Linked DNA regions of Mus musculus: region 2 is linked to region 1. A link is a contact called in public Hi-C data. All regions are on one chromosome and are shown on one strand. Each heading gives the region's core, a stretch centred on a gene start, on an enhancer-like site or on the middle of the called end of the contact. The rest is flanking DNA. Distances are from core to core; before and after follow the strand shown. Region 1 has its middle 19 kb from the start of Cd36. Region 2 overlaps Gnat3 (guanine nucleotide binding protein, alpha transducing 3).

Region 1 (2,862 bases), core at 274-2,773:
TTTGGGCTTAGGGTTGCCCTCCCATTCCCCCACACCCCCACCAAACCCAAACAAACAAAAACTCAAAATAAAAAAAAAAAAAAACACCACCAACATCAAACCAGATTGAACCCTGATATTTTTTATTTAGGAAGAAGTATAGAGAATGACTTTGTCACCTCTCAGTCTTTACAGATCAGAATAGATAAGCTACAGGACTTAAATCATTTAAAAGACTATTGGGTGATATTAATTGGCTCAGACCATATTTAAAATTATCCACTTCCTAATTTAGACCTCTGTTTGATATAGTCAGGGATTATTTAGAGCCTAGATATCCTAAGACACTTACCACTGGGGCCCAAGAGGCCCCAAGGATAGCAGAAAAAGCTATTGCCTTACATAAAGTGACAAGACTTTATTATATTAAGTCCAGGCTCTTGGTCCTTATTTCAACATACAATATACCTACTGGCTGTTTATGACAGGAGGGTTCTTTGGAATGGCTTCATTTACCTGTGTCTTCCAAGAAGGCTTTAGCTTCATACACTGATTTGGTGGCCACAGTCATAATAAAAGCCTGACATAGAAGCAAGGAATTTTTTGGTCAAGATGTTTCAGAGATTATTACTATTACAGTATTGAACAAGTAATTATTTTGCTCTCTGAATCTGATAATTGGCTGACTGCTACTTTGGGTTTCACAGATATTTATAAATATCATTTGCTTCTGTCCCCTCTTTTGCAGTTTGTCCATAAACATTTTTTCCCTCCCATTTGCCATATCTCTCCTTTACCTTCTCATGCAGCCTTGGTATTTACACATGACTCTTCTAATGACACAGCAGCATCTATCATTAATGCTAAGCCACATTCCTTTTCCACAGAGGAAACTTTGTCTCAGAGGGTAGAGCTCAGAGCAGTTCTTGTAGTATATGATTGCCCCTAAGACAAGACTTTTAACCTATATGCAGACTCCTGCTACACTGTTTCCTCATCTTGAAAATGCTTTGTTTCTTGCTACATAGACTTCTGTATTTTCACTTTTACTACAGCTTCAAGTTGCAGTTCCTTCTCAGTCTTTCTCATTTTTCATTGAGCACATTCATGCTCCTTTTTAGCTTCCTGGTCCTTGACATTTGGCAGATTGACTTACTCAGCCCACTGTTTGCTCAATGCAGGAACATCATAGAGACCATGCTCTGCACCATCAAAGTACTTCTGCTCTTCAACTTGAGTTTCACATTCCACATGAAACAGCACATGCTATTATTAGAGACTGTTCCACTTTCCCTATGTCTCTGCATCCTCTTCTTTTCTAGGTAGAACCCCAGGGTCTTCATGCTAAATTGGACCTGACTCACTTTCCTTCATTGGAAAGGGTCTGGATATTTTACCCAGGATGCTGACACACCTGTTTGAGTTCTTGATGATGAGACATCATCACAGCAAAATACCTTGTTCCACCGCTGTCCAAGCTGAATGGGTAACACAAACACCCACTACTGGGGAGCTAGCCGGGTCCACCCACACTTCTCCCACTGGCTCTAGAGGAGGAGATAATGGTGAGAAAGTTTCACTTCACCATTGTGTCTACAACACCCAGAACACTGCTTTGTTCACTTGGGGTCAGATCAAAGCCCTCACGAGCCAAGAATTTGCCTCACATTTTTTGTTTATAGCTGCAATTGCTTTGCTCACTGTTCAGGTATTCCTTTATGGGTTTTTTTTTTTTTTTTGTTTTTGTTTTTTTTTTTTTTTTTTGTGCCGAGGAAGGTCAATTCTGGACTTATGTTCCTGAGCCATCATTGTTCCATCCTGTCACTTGGGATCATGAGGACTTTATAGTTGTGGTAAAGGACCCTAAACCGATGGGATGCGGGGTGGGATTGTGTTGCATTTGTTACTCACAAGATGTATGTTATTCTAAATTACACTGGATATGCTGATGGCTCACCCATCTGTTTTGCCACTGTAGATTTCTCTTCAGCATGGTTGTATTTCTCTTAATTATAGAACCTTGTTGACTAATTTTCCTAAAAGAGGACCAGATGGTGACAGATACCCCTGGACTTGGAACTTTGTTTCTCCTTCTGATGAGATTTCTCCTGGGGCCCTTACAATGCTAAGGATACCCCCTAGTTCCTTCTCCAGCTGTTTGCCAGCTGAACAATTTAATCACAATTGGGATATGGTTGATCCAGGAAGAGGCTACCCACAATGGTTATGCTGAGTGTTTCCCAGGAAAGGAGTTACTTCTATGTTAAAGAATCCCCAGACAACATATATAATTGCTCTATTCCTAGTCATGGTTATGGTTATAGGAATTATTTGAATGCCAGTAATGTTTGCTTTCCTGGAATGAGGATATACTTAAAAGGCTTTCGCCAATTAGTTATTGGTTTTCTGCTGGATGAGTGCCTTCTACTTTTCTAGCTAAACCATCTGACCATCTTGTCCTCCAAAGACATTTATATAAACTTTTTCTGCAACCAACTAGATTGTCATTAAATGTCCTTTGCTAAAATGTTCTTCTTTTTACTCTGGGTTTTAAGCCTATATTATTTTTTCTTTTGCAATTTTGACTGAAAGTTTGCTCAGTGCTCTAATATTTGAGAAAAAAATTCCTTTTATGATGCCTCCCGTGTTACTTGTGTTATAACAAATTGTACTAATCAGACATTTTCCCCTGGCATTCTTTTCTTTGCTTTGCTTTGCTTTGCTTTTCTTTGCTTTTCTTTGCTTTTCTTTTCTCTTCTCTTCTCTTCTCTTCTCTTCTCTTCTCTTCTCTTCTCTTCTCTTCTTTTCTTTCTTTCTTTTTTTTTTTATTGTTAGGCAACCTCTTTAGGTTCTTTTGCCTGCAAACTTGTCTCCATGGTTTGA
Region 2 (2,956 bases), core at 188-2,687, 160 kb before region 1:
TTTCTTTTTTATCCAATAAGTTTGTGTTCTGTGCTAACACTGATTTAAATCAGTTTACATGAAGATGAGAAGATATAATTGCTGTTTTCAAAGATCTTGCTGGCTGACAGAGAGATAAATATGCAAGCACTCATAGTATTATGCAATTAAATATTCAATTATTCAAAAAGTATGTCAGTACACAATGGGGTTCAAGTTATTCTGAAGGATCATGGGAATCATTCAAAAAGAGGTGTTTAAATGTGCTGACTCAGTTCTATATTATCGAATTGGTAGCAATTGTCGTGTCAGAGAAAAGTGATAAGTAGCCAGCACTCCCTCTTTGTACCACCCTTTCCCCTTTCTCCAGGTACTGAACAGCTAAAATGAAGTCACCAGTGTCTACTCAGGGCCAGTAAAAGCCTCCTCACACATTGCCCTGTTGCTGCTTTTCCAGCCTCCAGAAAGACTGGCCCCGAACTTCCCCCTTTGTTTAAATATGTTTCATGGTGACTGGACATTTCAAGTTCACCTTCCTCTTTTCCATGGGTTCTCTTTGCTTTAGAATAAGAAATAAACTTGTGATGACTCACAGTCTGTGGTGACTATTCTCATCCTCACTATTCTTCGGAAGATGGTTCATATCAATCTCCTCTCAACCCAATAAAATCATGGTGTTCTCTTAGTTTAAATCAACATAAATATAACTTTTAGAGGGCTCTTTCATGACCTCTCTCCTTTGGGGGGGGTCACGTAGTTTTCTTTCCCTTTTAATTAGTTAATTATTTTTTGAGATGGGGTCTCCTGTAGCACAGAGTAGACATGAATCCACTACGTAGCTGAGGCTGTCCTTTCTTTCTGCTTTCACGTTACAGAATGTAGGATCACAGGTATGTGGCATCATACATCTGTATGACATCATACAGGTATATGGCATCATACAGATATGTGGCCTCATACCAGGCTTCTTTTTTTCCCCACTGTTCATTACCACTTCTCTCTCAACTTTCACGTTTTGTCATCAATGTCTTGTCCACAGCGGAGGCATTCTGAGAGACTTCATACGTTCTCTTTCTTCATTTCCACTACTTTATATGGAACCGCTGTCACTTGGTGAGAGCCATACCAGACACTAAAAACTATGTATGGTTCTTCTGCTTAGCACCATGCTAATGAAATGGATGGACAATTTTTATGACAAGCACGTGTGAAAGTATCTAGGTGTGAGGTGACAGAGTGTGACTGCAGAAAGCAAGTAAAGTTTTTAAAAACCAGAACAAAAAAACTGACTTAGTTACCTCAACTATTCATTGTCTGTTTAATCAAAGGTTATAGAATGTTTGTAATACTAGTCACTGAAAGATTTAGCTTTCTAATCTGTCATTAGTCAAGTGTAGCTAGTAGAGAAGGGTTATAAACTACAGTGCACTGATGAGTAATTACAAAAAAAATGCCAACTGTGAAAATCTAAGAAAATGAGGAATTGAGTTTTAGCAGGTGTCTAGGGAAACATCTGGGTATCAGCAAAAGAGGAAACAGCAAAAACAAAAGATTGAAGGAGTCTCAACGAGCTGCTTATGGTTGACTAGCTGTAGAGTAACTGACTCGTAGGAATCTTAGATTTTTATATTGCAGTCATTGAGGTGTGGAGTAGGAGATAATTAATAATTTGTATGGAAGATTGACATTGTTTATTATGTTACTGAGGCTACTTTAAACTGAGGACAGAAGACATTTGATAAGGTTGAAACTAAGTTATAAGCTACAGGAATATCTGAGATGGAGATGATAATTAGTGAAAGCGTCTGAATGTACAGATCTAGAAGATGATGAACCTTAGCCAAACCAATGTCAATCAACTAATTTCATGAAGAATAGCAGAAGTATAATGCGTTGGATATTGTAATAAAAGCAAGTATGTAATGCCAGTACTCTGGAGGCAGAAATAGGAGTATCAGAGCAAACTCAAGACCACACACACAATCTACATAGTCAGAGGCTGGCTAAAGGAAAGAAAAAAAAAACATTACTTTGTACTTCATATTTCTCATGTTAACACAGGAAAGAACAGATAAGTGAAGCTTAAATTTATCCACTGATAAGAGGGGAAAATTCAAAAAGTCTAAAGTTTAACTACAAGTTGGAAAATACAGGCAAAAAGATAAGAACAGAAATAACAAAGCTATCTCTGGGGAAAAGAAAAAAATTCCTCAAATGCTCCAACCCAAACCCCTACTGTGCTGCAAACTCTTGAGCATAGGGAAGAATCTTTGACTCAGAGCCTCAGAAGGAGGAACTTATAAGAAATTTACAGCTGTTTTTCTTACCTTTCAGAGGTGTTCGGATAACTTGTTCAAGGTTGTCATTCATTTAACAGTTCTGAGTCTGCTATATTTTAGTCTCTGTGCTAGATAATAGGCTCATTTGTGTGATAGTCTCTACTTATATAAACACTTATATACTACATCATAGGTCCCTAACTCATTCTAGCATGTGGAGCTAGCTGGAATGATCTCTAGTTATCTCTCTCCAGATCATACAGCAGTTTTTTTTATTATTGAGTTTTCTTCTGGCATGTTTCCCCACCTTTCAATAGGAATAGTGTAGAACTTCTGGATTGTGGGTGATATACATGTTCTCCACTTTGTTATCTGTTAGTCTGTTTGGATCCTAGGATCTTATCAAAGGAACGGGATGCTGTGCCCGAGGCTGTGCATGAACTCAGGCTCTGGAAAGCACATCACGAAGATAGCATTAATAGCGGGCTTTTCCAGTCCAGCTGCCATTCTTGTTCACACCCACCAGATTTGAACAGATAGGGACATCAATAGTTCTAGTTTATTCTGGGAATCTAACCATCTCTCCAATGACTGCTTAGTAGAAAACTAAGTGATCTTGGGCCCAGGACAATGTAATCACGTGAAAAGGTGATTTGGATTTTGAGGAGAGAACAGGGTGTCTTTTTACAGGAAGAATA

Evidence for each region. A called contact is a pair of places that touch in the nucleus more often than the background predicts.
Region 2: a contact with region 1 is called in a Hi-C map of bone marrow-derived macrophages, with 51 read pairs. The contact joins two enhancer-like sites. A contact is called at or near these places in 9 of 484 Hi-C or Micro-C datasets (the HPC-5 cell line, LSK cells, bone marrow-derived macrophages and 5 more), 5 of 115 datasets of contacts at active chromatin or transcription factors (bone marrow-derived dendritic cells, bone marrow-derived macrophages, hepatocytes and 2 more) and 4 of 9 other capture datasets (adipose tissue, bone marrow-derived macrophages, liver and 1 more).

Annotation. Positions count from the first base shown.
Region 1 is chr5:17,852,977-17,855,838 of GRCm38.p6, reverse strand. It overlaps a transcript of Cd36 not described here. Among named protein-coding and RNA genes, the nearest start is that of Cd36, 19 kb to the right of the region's middle. Within about 2 kb of position 1,523, at least 33 of the 459 cell types and tissues checked have an H3K27ac peak or open chromatin away from gene starts, as enhancers often do. A contact at or near this core is called in bone marrow-derived macrophages and conventional type 1 dendritic cells, where this site is marked.
Region 2 is chr5:18,011,927-18,014,882 of GRCm38.p6, reverse strand. All of the region lies in intron 5 of Gnat3 (guanine nucleotide binding protein, alpha transducing 3), which reads right to left. Among named protein-coding and RNA genes, the nearest start is that of Gnat3, 51 kb to the right of the region's middle. Within about 2 kb of position 1,437, at least 43 of the 459 cell types and tissues checked have an H3K27ac peak or open chromatin away from gene starts, as enhancers often do. A contact at or near this core is called in bone marrow-derived macrophages and conventional type 1 dendritic cells, where this site is marked.